Linked DNA regions of Ovis aries: region 2 is linked to region 1. Evidence: chromatin contacts called from public Hi-C data. All regions are on one chromosome and are shown on one strand. The core of a region is the stretch at or near the end of the contact, and the rest is flanking DNA. Distances in the headings are between cores, read along the strand shown.

What was found. Hi-C and Micro-C count contacts between places; a contact is called where the count stands out from the background.
Region 2: a Hi-C map of hypothalamus shows a contact between it and region 1, with 4 times the contacts expected there. The contact joins the promoter of DDX6 here to the enhancer-like site in region 1. A contact is called at or near these places in 3 of 16 Hi-C or Micro-C datasets (blood, hypothalamus and muscle).

Annotation. Positions count from the first base shown.
Region 1 is chr15:29,068,261-29,070,902 of ARS-UI_Ramb_v3.0, reverse strand. No RefSeq gene overlaps it. Among named protein-coding and RNA genes, the nearest start is that of TREH, 12 kb to the right of the region's middle. Within about 2 kb of position 1,297, at least 7 of the 54 cell types and tissues checked have an H3K27ac peak or open chromatin away from gene starts, as enhancers often do.
Region 2 is chr15:29,128,052-29,130,693 of ARS-UI_Ramb_v3.0, reverse strand. It overlaps DDX6 (DEAD-box helicase 6), which reads left to right and starts at 1,320. Exons shown (of 15, transcript XM_042232709.1): 1 at 1,320-1,522; 2 at 1,736-1,924.

The DNA.
Region 1 (2,642 bases), core at 48-2,547:
TTGCCTTCTTCCTACTCCTCACTTACACACAGGCTTGCACTTCTAGAGGTACAGTCAGAATTTGGGACATCGAGACATTTAAAAATTGGAATATTTCATGTAAAATATGGATCTCCATCTTATGATCTTATGTTGATAAATTGGAAGATCTAGCAAACCAGGACCCCACATTCCCCTACACTAGCCAGCAGCAGAGACCCCAGTTACACAGGAATGTGTTTCCTGGGGACTTCCCTGGTGGTCCAGCGGTTAAGAATTCGCCTTGCAATGCAGGGGACACAGGTTCGATTCCTGGTTGGGGAACTAAGATCCCAGCTGCCACAGAGCAACTAAGCCAGCACACTGCAACTGCTGAGCCCGCGTGCCATAACTAGAGATTCTGGGCACTACAGTGAAAGACCCTGCATGATGCAAAGATTTCGAGTGCCACCGCTAAGACCATCGCAGCCAAAGTAATTAATTAATTAATCAAATTTAAAAAAGGAATGTGCTTTCTGGTCACCCCAGCCCCACCAAGCATCTTGCCCCTTGCATAGTTAGAGTTCCTTAGTCTCAACTACATCCCATAATTGTGTCCCGGAATTTGAGTCTGCAACCCCTTGTGGCTAGCAAAGCCTTCAGGTGATACACAGATGACCTAGAATGGCAGTGAGCCACTCAGGAGCCCACAGCCTTGAATGGCTTCAATCAGGGGCTCCTGGGGCCCAGTTCTGCTTGAAATCCTCTCTCATGGAGATTTACAAACATTGCTAATACCCTTAATTACAGAGCCTGGGCGGGAGAAAGGGTGTGTGGCTTGAGTGGATCACCTGGGAGCCTGTGAATTTTGCTAATACTGGGCAGTGGCCCTGGAACGCCAGGCCAGGCAGGGAGACGGCCAGTCCTCTGGGCACTGTGAGAGTCCCTGTTCTCATGGGGAGAGGAAGCCGCCACAGTGGTTGAGGTGAGAACAAGAGGTTGGGCACCCTGGGTGGACAAAGGCAGCCGCAGACAGCTGCCGCAGGCTGGTGCCAGGCCCAGATGCGCCCTCCACACCCTTTCTGCAAAAATTGCTGTCATGTGCAGAAATGCAGAAACGCGCCAAGTCTGAGGGCACTCAGGAGTGCCCCCACCACGTGTGCGCAGTCTCAGCCCCAGCCCCAACCATGTACATCTTTCAGGCAGCTGAGGATTTTAAAAAAGACGTGTTTTGATCTACAGGTGGCTGTGGTTTGAGCAGGTGGGGGAGGGGACTTGAGGCTCCCTTGTCTCGCTCCAGGCCTTGCTCTGGGAGGAGGGGCAGTGCTGCGTTGCACAGACTGGTGGCTGAACTACAAAGAAGCTAGTGCCAGGGTGTTCTGCCCCCCTCCTCTCCTCCTACCAGAGTGCAGCCCCTGCCCCCAGTCTCAGTGGTGTCCTGCCTGCACCCATGGTCCTCTGGGGCCTCTCCTGCCCCAGGTATGGCCCAGAGCAGGGCCTGGCCCAGGATGCATGAGCATCCAGGTCGATGTGATCCAGCCCCCAGAGCACAGATTAGCACCCCTTTCCTGGGAGCCCAGGCACACAGTAACATGATCTGAGAGGAGGAGCTAAGTCACCAGCGCTCCTGGAGCCAGGAGGGGCCTGGCACTGGGGCTCTAGGCCCTCCTAGAACTATCAGGTCATCGTCTGAGAGGTGGGACTCAGTCTCCCACCCTCCTGCCTAGAGAAGTCTTGACACTCAAACCGGAGTGAACACACAACAGATTGAGAGGCTGGCCAGGTGGGTCCTCACCTGGGGCCCGTAAGGGACTTCATAGCGATGCTGAACATAGCTCTTCTCCTGGAGTTCACGGAGATGCTCCTGTTCTTAACCCCAAAATCCAGCTCTAGGGACTTCCTTGGTGGTCCAGTGGCTAAGACTGACCCATGCAGGATCCCAGTACAGGAGGCCCAGGTTTGACCCCTGGTCAGGGAACTAGATCCCAAATGCCACAACTAAGAGTTCGCATGCTCCAACGAAAGAGTCCACATGTCACATCTAAGACCCAGCACAGCCGAAAAAAAAAAAAGTCCAGCTCTAAGGCCAAGGTGTAAATGTGGTCCCTGGACTGGAGCTGGGATGGGCTCCATCTCAGCCCAGACGCCCTGCCCCAGCCCCGCCCTGGGAGGTCTCAGGAAGGGGGTTGTGGGGCAGCATGGGGAGGGGTGCCCATGTGGGTGCAGGAAGTCAGTTCTGCAGCATGCCCTTCATCGTCTCGGGCACCTCAGAGAGGAGCAGAGCCTCCATCACCCAAGGAGTCCCTGGGGGAGGAGAGCTCAGGCATCACCCATTGCCACCCTCTGTCCTGCATACCCGGGCCACATCAGGGCGCCCACCCCATTCACCGGGTTAACCCCTCATTCACCCCTGCAGTCCCCGGCCATTTGCCACTAGTGGAACTCCACAAAGTGCCCACCAGGCACAATGAAACGGTGTCTTGAGTAGGTCAGCAAGAACTGCTCGGGGTGGCTGAAGACCTCTGGCTTCACCTGGAGTCAGAAGAGAGGACACAGGCACCCTGGGCCCATGTGGAGCGGAGGCTGGAGGCCCTGCAGCCTGGGCTTGGGCTCTGGGTCTGGCGCTGCTCGACCGTGTGGTCTTGGTCCAGGCCTGGGCCATGGGGAGTCTGGTCTGCTGGCTC
Region 2 (2,642 bases), core at 71-2,570, 60 kb before region 1:
CAAACCCCTTTCCTTTGGCTGGTCTCATTTTTTGAGAGGTCTAGGGAAAGAGACCGGAGTAGGCTGTGGCCTGTTTTAAATCCCTAGGCTCCTCTCCCTCCTACTCACTTCTTGTCCTCCTCCACTTCACATTCCTGCTACATGGCAAGACAGTGGGGCCTCAGACCTCAACATTTTATTAAACAACCACTTAGCCATTCTCTCTCCGGTGTGGACACAAGATGCTGGTTATTTCCTTTAAATGAGTGGGTTTTTTAAAAGCTGGGTGGGCGACCACATGTTACAAATTCAGAATTAAAAAAAAAAAAAAAACTGTTAAAGGTCCGTTAAAAAAAAAATCTCAAGAACAGCCTTTTAACATTTCTTTAACACCTCTTTTTCGGCTGTGTGGAAATAAAAATGACCACCAATGAGAACAAGTTATTTACTCAAAGCTTGCTACAGTGAGAGCCAGCCACCTTCACTTAGCTGGGGACTCAAACGCCGACAGTTAAAAATAAAGGGGCGGATGGGGATGGGTGAAGGCTTCAGGGTTTGCTCTGATTGGAGGTTAACTCGGGGAAAGCTGGAGGCGGGCTAACTAGAAGCGGGGAGTCTAACGTGATTGGTTTAGGGGAACATATTTGGCTTTCTCTAATTGGTCCAGAGTTGGAAACACAGGCAAAAAGTAGGGAAGCTGGCAGTCAATGACCGAATCTGGCTCATTCTGAGCTGATCACTGCAGAGGTTGTGGTTTGGCTTCGCGTGTTGGTTGCAGCAGAGGTTGTGGGTCGGAGTTCTGTTGTCAACCTATGGTCTGGTCATTGCCTGGTATATTGTCTCTCAGTTGAGAGTGAGACCCAGGTTTTTATTATTCCTTTAACCTAGCCAACTTGCTAGCTTCCGATTTTTGTTTTACCTGGAACAAGATTGCATTCCTGTTATTTCGGTTAAGGATAAACGGAGACATTAGAATATGAAAAGTAATTATGGGAACAAATACATAAATATCTTTCTGATGAGGGTCGGGCTGGGGAAAGAATTACGCTTGGTCTTCTAGTTCATTTCCGTACAGAACTCCTATTCCCATCATAACTGACTCTAGCAGCGTTTCCTTCCTTCTGGGGAGGCTCGGCCTCCCTGGTTCCCTCTCTTTGAGGATTGCCCTTTAGTGCTGAGAAAGCGGGGATCGCTGCTCTAGTCTCCCACTTCCCTCTCCGAGGCTCGCTTTCTGGGTTCCTGCCCCGGTCGCACCCCAGCTACCCAGCACCCCACCCTCGCCCAACTTTCCCACAGCCTTCTCCACCCCTGCCCCCGCCCGCCCGCGCACAGCGCCCCCTGGCCCCCGCCCCGCGCTCTCCCCGGGGTTCTCCCTGCTGCACCCGTCCCGGCAGGTCCCCCTTCCTGTCCCCACACCCGGGTGCGTGCTGGCGCCTCCGGACCACTGGTTCCGCGCGTTCCTGGATGGAGGCGCGCCCCGCAGGGGCTCGGACGCGGCCCCCTTGGACCTGCAGCAGCCTCCCTGGCCCGCGAGAGATGTCAGGTCAGCTGTCTCGTCCCCGAATCGCTACCGGGTCCTTGGTCAGGAATAAGCAGATCCTCCTCGGGTCCCAAGCCCTCGACTTCCACTTTGGGGGGGGGGGGTACTCTTCCCACCCACCATTCCCGGATCATTTCTCCTTAGCTGTGGAAAAGGCAGTTCTCCTTTCTCTTTGAAGGGATCCATATTTCCCTTTCAACTTCCCCTCCATTTCAGCCCCCGCAGACTCCCCGTCGGTGGAAAAACACTGCCCTCCATTTTCTCCTGAGGAAGGCTCCTCGGCCCGGATTTCTCCTGACGCGAAGCAACGGAGGCCGAGGAGCCGCGACGGGTGCAGCAGCGGCAGCTGGGCGCTCGCCATCTTGCGCGGAGGAGGAGCCGCGGCGGCCGCCATGCGGAGAACGGGTGGGGGGGCAGTCGGCGACGGAGGGGGCGGGGGAGCCGAGTTAGCTCAGTCCGGGCGGCGGCTTCGGCGGCGCCTTGAGAGCGGGCAGCGGCGGAGGTAGGGCTGGCCGGCCGGGGAAGCGAGCGGGCGGGCGAAGGCAGGCCGGCCTGAGCGGCCCCCCGAGCGGGGGCGGGGCGGGGGCGGGAGGAGGCCGAAGCGAGGGGCCGGGTGGGGGCGGGCGGAGGTTTCCGAGGAGGAAGGAGCCGCCGCCATTTTGGGAGCTTCGAGTCAACAATAAAGGACCGAGGGTGCCGAGCGGGAGTGGCCTCGGTGGTAGGACTCGGGCCTGAGCCGCGGGGAGAGGGGTGAGGTGGAGGGGTGGCGGTCTGCCGTGTCGCAGGGGCTGCAGGAAGCCCCCAGGCTGGCGTGGGGGGCGCTCTGAGGCGGAGGCCTGAGGCCTGGCCGGGCCTTGGGGAGGAAGGCGGGCGGCGGGCGCCAGCTGTGGGGTGGGGACGCCGGGAGGAGTAGCATAGAGCAGTGTTGTGCCCGGCGGGGTCCGGAGGAAGAGCGGGAGAATTCCTCAGAGGAGCTTTGTGGGTGACGAGGGAGGGTGGGACCGTAGGGGGCGGCAAGGACTTAGGGAGATGGTGGAGGTTATAGGGTACGAGGCGGCCCTATAGGGGGCGGCAGGGATATGCTGTAGCGGAGGGCTCAGTTTGGAAGAGGACCGACTGCTTG